Regions from separate parts of the Rattus norvegicus genome. Here region 1 is linked to region 2. Evidence: chromatin contacts called from public Hi-C data. All regions are on one chromosome and are shown on one strand. The core of a region is the stretch at or near the end of the contact, and the rest is flanking DNA. Distances in the headings are between cores, read along the strand shown.

Region 1 (3,011 bases), core at 472-2,971, 210 kb before region 2:
CTACTCAGACACTGTCTGGGGAATATTTGATATCCATGTAGTACAGGCTGTAAATTATTCTGTTGGGACTGGTCACAGGACCCTGACAACCCTGTCTCAGTCATCGGTAAGGTTTGGGGACGACCCCCCCCCTTGCTTCCTGAAGCCTCATTGCAATGGAAAAGATCAGACTTCTCCTCCTTGGAGACTAAACCAAGGATGGCACAAGCTTAAAGAGATGGGGGGGGGGGTGTCCTCCTGCCTTCAGTGCAGACCTGGCTGGCCCCTTTCCCTCTGCAGAGTTCACCCTACGGATTGAACCATTTCCGTAGGCTAATTTGTAGCATGTTTTCAGCACCAGCACCCAAGTGCCTAACAGAGAAAAGAAGGACGCCCACCCCCCACCCCCAATAGATCCGAGCAAGGAAAAAAATGAAAAGCTAGATCTGAAGGGATTTTAGGAATCCACTACCCTCTGAATTTAGATATGAGGAAACTGAACTAACAAGATGGATGGCTCAGCAGGTAACGGAGCTTGCTATCAAGCTCAAAGACCTGTGCAGGATCGAACACCCACATGGTAGAAAGAACTGATTCTTAAAGAGTTGCTCTCTGACCGCCACAGCCCACCACGGCCACGCCCACGCCCCTATAAGTAAACGACTAAAGTAAGGGAAGCTACAGCATGGAAGCTGTTTCTAATCACAGCTACACAATGTAGCTGTTAGCTGCTAATGACTGAAGACCAGACCCCTCCCACTCCCCACGTTAACTGAGTCTAAACTCAACACACACACACACACACACACACACACACACACACACACCTTGGCACACTCCTTCTACCCTTTCCAAAGCACAGCACAGGCACATAACTCAGCAAACCACACACACACACACACACACACACACACACACACACACACACACACACCTTGGCACACTCCTTCTACCCTTTCCAAAGCACAGCACAGGCACATAACTCAGCAAACCGGGCCCTAAGTTCCTAATGTATTTTACTGCCCACCTCCAGCTTGGTGAAACGATTGGAGACTTCCTGTGTGTATCATTATGCCCACCATCACGGGCAGAGAGACAGGGCCTCAGGAATGGCCCCCACACCTTCCTCCACCTCTATTTCTCTGCGTGGGTTGAAATTTCCAGACTGTGAGAGCCCAGGACTATGACTGGTGGGTGGACTCAGAGCTGCTAGAAGGACGCAGCTAGGTACTGAGAACTCCCAGGCCCAGATGCAAGGTGCGGTGGCTGTGACTGGCAGCCCCCGGACCTTACAGTGAGCACCCCAGGACCCGGAGGCCAAGTGAGATGGTGCGCACACACCACCTGCCCTGTTCCCGGGATTCCCTGTGACTCCCGACAGACTCTTCTGGGGACCCTGACCGCCAGGCGACGGCTCTGGGAGGTGGCTAGAGACTCTCGCCCAGTACCGGGCTCCTCTCCAGCGAGGTCCGGGAGCTCTTTCCCAGGCGTGCAGGTTTAGAAATAGGACGGCCTCGCCCGGCCGCGGTCTCGGAGGCTCGGGTCCCCATATATAGTCATATCCACCGTCAACTGGGAGGCCGGCAGGCGGCAGCGAATGGGCGTGAGGCCCCCGCGGGAGGAGCGAGGAGGGGGCATGGGGCGGAGGCAGGAGACTGGGAAAGGGGGAAGGAGGAACAAGCTTTTCCAAAAAAGTATTGGCTGTCCTAAGGAATGCGGTCGCCCCCCTGGGAAAGTACATATCAGGGAGCAGCAGGCAGCTCCGCGCTCGCACTCCGGCTCTGCCACCCTACCGCGCTCGCGTCTCCTCTGGCTCCTCTGCCTAAGGGCCCCTCGCCACCGCCACCATGGACGCCATCAAGAAGAAGATGCAGATGCTGAAGCTCGACAAAGAGAACGCCTTGGATCGAGCAGAGCAGGCGGAGGCTGACAAGAAGGCTGCGGAAGACCGGAGCAAGCAGGTCTGCGTCTACCCCCAACCCCCACTGCCCCAACTCCGCGTCAGTCTCTCAGTCCGGGAACCCGAACTGGCTCCCTTTCCCCATCCTATCCCCAGCACAGGATGTCCAGGGGCGCGCATTTAAAAAAAAAATTAGGAGAAGAAGCTCGAGAGTTAGACTGATTCTAACTTTTCTGTCTCGCCTGAGGACGCTTGTGGCCCTTCTCTGGCTCCCACGGTCCGCGAAGTCCACTGAGCTCCGTAAAGAGGCTCTTGACTCTTAGGATTGGGGATCAGTTTTGAAAGAGGAAGGGAGAAAGGATACAAGTTCCCGGGATGCCTGGAGGGAAGGGCGGGGGAGCGGGGCAAGGATTAAGTCCTAAGGTGTCCGAAGTTCTTTGGACCTTTTGGTTGGGGAGAGAGAGCCCTTAAGATGGGATTGAAAACTTTGAAGCGCACTGAATTATTTCCTAAGAACAAAGATGGGACAGAATGGGAGACACAGACGGAAAGCTAGCCAAACAAGGGCGTGTTTCTTCAATCCCTCAAGTTGGGGACCTGAGCTTGCTGTCTTCGGCCGAGCGTGTGGTCCCGGGGTGGCGTGGGGTGGGGGGTGGGATGCGAGATGAGTCACTGAGTGGTTCCAGCTCTGGGAGAGAGATTACCTAGGGTCCCTTGAGCCCCAAAGCAGCGATCCCTTAGCCCCAGGACCCCAGCCAACCTGGCACCCGTTTGTTGTGTGTCTCACACCCGGTCCATGCCGGCCGCCCGCGCCCGCTCTCCGCTGTCCCAGCTCGAGGAGGACATCTCAGCAAAAGAGAAGCTGCTGCGGGCGTCGGAGGACGAGCGGGACCGGGTGCTGGAGGAGCTGCACAAGGCAGAGGACAGCCTGCTGGCTGCCGACGAGACCGCCGCCAAGGTACCCGGGCGCGCGGTGTGGCACTGCACACGAATGGCTAACTTTCTCTTTCTCTCTCCCTCCCTGTCTTTCCCTCTCTCTCTCTTTCCCGCTGTCCCTGTCCTTTATGGTCTACGCACCCTCAACCCGCACCTTGCGGGATCACGCTGCCTGCTGCACCCCACCCCCTTCCCC
Region 2 (2,812 bases), core at 213-2,712:
ACAGTCTCTGACGCTGCAATCTGATGAGATTCTTAGCTTTTGGGTTGGTGGAGGCTAGTAGTTAGTATGAAGAAAAACCTCATGTGATAGTCACAAGGGCATGAGGGCAGATGCAGAGATGGTAATGAACAGTTATCAAAGAGGCTAGAAAGCCCAAGATAATTTGGCTCTGTATCTACAACATTTCAACTCTCTACAAACATGAAGTTGTAATTAGTCAGTATCAACCTTGTAGAATCTTTAACAGAGCAGTGTCTGTTTGTCTTGAAATTCAAATTCAGATATGGTTAGAGAATGCCTTTTAAAAAAACTTAATTTTTTGAAGATAAGGGGTTAGTGGCAAGGAAATCAGTTTGTCAGAACAATTAATCAGTATTTCATTCCTTTGCCATAGGGAATGGTTCCATCACCTGGGTCATATCAACCCAGTCTGGATTTTTACATAGGTTGGGAGCAAGCACATTCATGCAACTGTGCACCTAGGAAAAATACTTACTTTAAAAGGAACCGTGACCCTGTCCTGTTTACTTCAGTTGACCTTCAGCACAAAAGTGGGCTGGTGATCTCGCTTGACCACCTCACAGTTGCCCAGCACCAATAACAATGTATACCCATGGGCAAGAGTGCTGGGGCACATCTTCAAGTCTTCAGTGGGCCACATTTTGGAATAAGGATCTGCAGCGCTGGCAGGTCTGAGACTTGGTGTAGCTCATTGCCTCTCAGAGGTCTAGGTGCCCGCCGACTTTCATTGCTCCAAGAAACCTAGAGAAGAAACCTAGAAGGAACCCTTCCCATTCTTAGCACCCGGAGAGCTCTGATGGTCTGCCCAGCTCCTCAAGCCCCCAGTACACTGAACCCTTCCCGGCCGCGCCCCTGCTCTGACCGCTTGTGAAGCTCCTCGAGGTCCTGTCCCCTGCCCTGAACGCACACAGAGCCCCTAGAGGACCCCACCCCGGTTCTGACAGCACGTGGAGCTCCTCGAGAAACCGCTGCTCTGACAGCATACCAAGCTTCTCAATGTCCCTGCACAGGTTCTGACAGCGCTCTGAGCCCCTCAAGAAACGGCTTTCCGAACTCTGCACCGCCATTCGCGCTTTCAGCGCCTGGAGCACCTTCTGGAACTACCTCCCGAGCTCCGCCTGGACACCCCTCTACAATTGACAGTTGAGCACTACAAGCTCTATTTTTCGAGCTCCGTCCCTCTCCCAGTCCTGCCTTGCTGGGAAGAAGCTCAGCGACCCGCCTCCCGGACTCCACTCCGCCCCCTGCACGGACGTGCCTTGGAGCACCCCGAGGTCCTTGTTCACGATCTCCGCCCGGCCCTCTGCTCTGACAGGCAGTAGAGCACGTCCAGGCTGTGCCCTACATCGCCCCCAGGTTCTGATTGGCCGGAAAGTGCCTTGTGGCCCCGCCTCTCGTACGCCCCGCCCTCCGCTCGGAAAATCCCGGAGCATCTCGAGGCCCCGCCTCCTGGGCTCTGCTCCGCCCTCTTCTCTAATTGCGCTCGGAGCACCTGGCAGGCGTGTCCGGTCCCATATCCCGCTAAGACAGCGTCCCATGCACCTTGGATCCACCCGGGACTGACTTCTGCGGGTACCATGACAGCGCCCGTGTTCTTCGGTTGCGCCTTCATCGCCTTCGGGCCCGCGCTCGCTCTCTACCTCTTCACCATCGCCACCGACCCTTTGCGAGTCATCTTCCTCATCGCCGGGTGAGGTTGAGCGTCCTGGACGCCGCGTTTCCCTACCCCACCTGGGTTCCCACAACCTCGGGATCCCCATCTCCCAGTAGCTCCAGCTTGTGGGACCGTCCAAAGGCTGAGAGGAGGGGGAGGCCCTCAGGCTGAGCAGGTGTCCCTTGGCTTCTGTGGACTAAGATGGGAATAAGTAGATACATTCGTGTATGGAGCTTTAGTCTTTCCATAGGAATCTCTCATTTCACCCAGTGCTCAGCGGGCATCAAAGAGTCGTTCTCACTCTCTGCCTGGGGATCAGTTGTCCACCTCCTCAGCCCCCATTCTTGGACTCAGTGCCTGTGAGGGGTTTGGGCTCAGATTTTTCTTGTAGGCCCCTGGGTAATGGTAGGGGTGCAGCCAACGGTGGAAGCCTGAGAAAATGCTGCAACACCTGACCGGGCAGGTCCTTCTGCGAACTTAGTAAACATCAAACTCTGCTGGTGAATGTGTGTGGTCTTGGTCTCTTTGCACCTGCTGAGACAGTTTCTAGGACTTGGTATCAAGCCAGCTCACTAGCTAGGCCAGGGACTCCAGCCTTTCTGAGTGTCTTTTTTTGCCTGTACTAAATAGTGCTCCTTTGCTGTTGCCATTAAAAACCAAGAGTCTGCTGAACCCAAAACTTGCTGAACCCAAAACTTGCTGAACCCAAAGCAGGCTGTGTCCTTAAAGTCCACAGGAAGGTTGTAAGAACCAGACCTGGAAAGCAGTGGACCAAAGCACGGGTTTGCAACTTCTGGATTTTCCATGGTACACACAGTAAATATAGGTCTAGGTATTTGTTTTCCTTCAGAAAAGATACGTATCTTTACAGACATTTAAGCCATTAAATTCATATTTTCTAGTGAATATTGAGGATGTGAAAATCATAACGGCCACTGCTTGTATATTTCTATGGCACACCAATGAGGCAAAGCATCGCTTAGGAAAAATAGACAATAACCAACTTCCTCTTTGCCAGTCCTCGGCAGATAGTGTTCTAGTGTGCACACGACAGGATCACTGAACCAGTCTTGTGGGATGCATCTGACCTTCCTCTTGGACTATTTTTCTTGCTAGGAGAAAAATGAACCATTGATA

What was found. Hi-C and Micro-C count contacts between places; a contact is called where the count stands out from the background.
Region 1: a contact with region 2 is called in a Hi-C map of frontal cortex, with 2.8 times the contacts expected there. The contact joins the promoter of Tpm1 here to the promoter of Aph1b in region 2. A contact is called at or near these places in 2 of 12 Hi-C or Micro-C datasets (frontal cortex and mammary epithelial cells).

Annotation. Positions count from the first base shown.
Region 1 is chr8:76,542,125-76,545,135 of GRCr8, reverse strand. Tpm1 (tropomyosin 1) reads left to right here and starts at 1,721. Exons shown (of 10, transcript NM_001301336.1): 1 at 1,721-1,940. The coding sequence starts at 1,827.
Region 2 is chr8:76,330,078-76,332,889 of GRCr8, reverse strand. It overlaps Aph1b (aph-1 homolog B, gamma secretase subunit), which reads left to right and starts at 1,462. Exons shown (of 6, transcript NM_001047090.2): 1 at 1,462-1,711. The coding sequence starts at 1,599.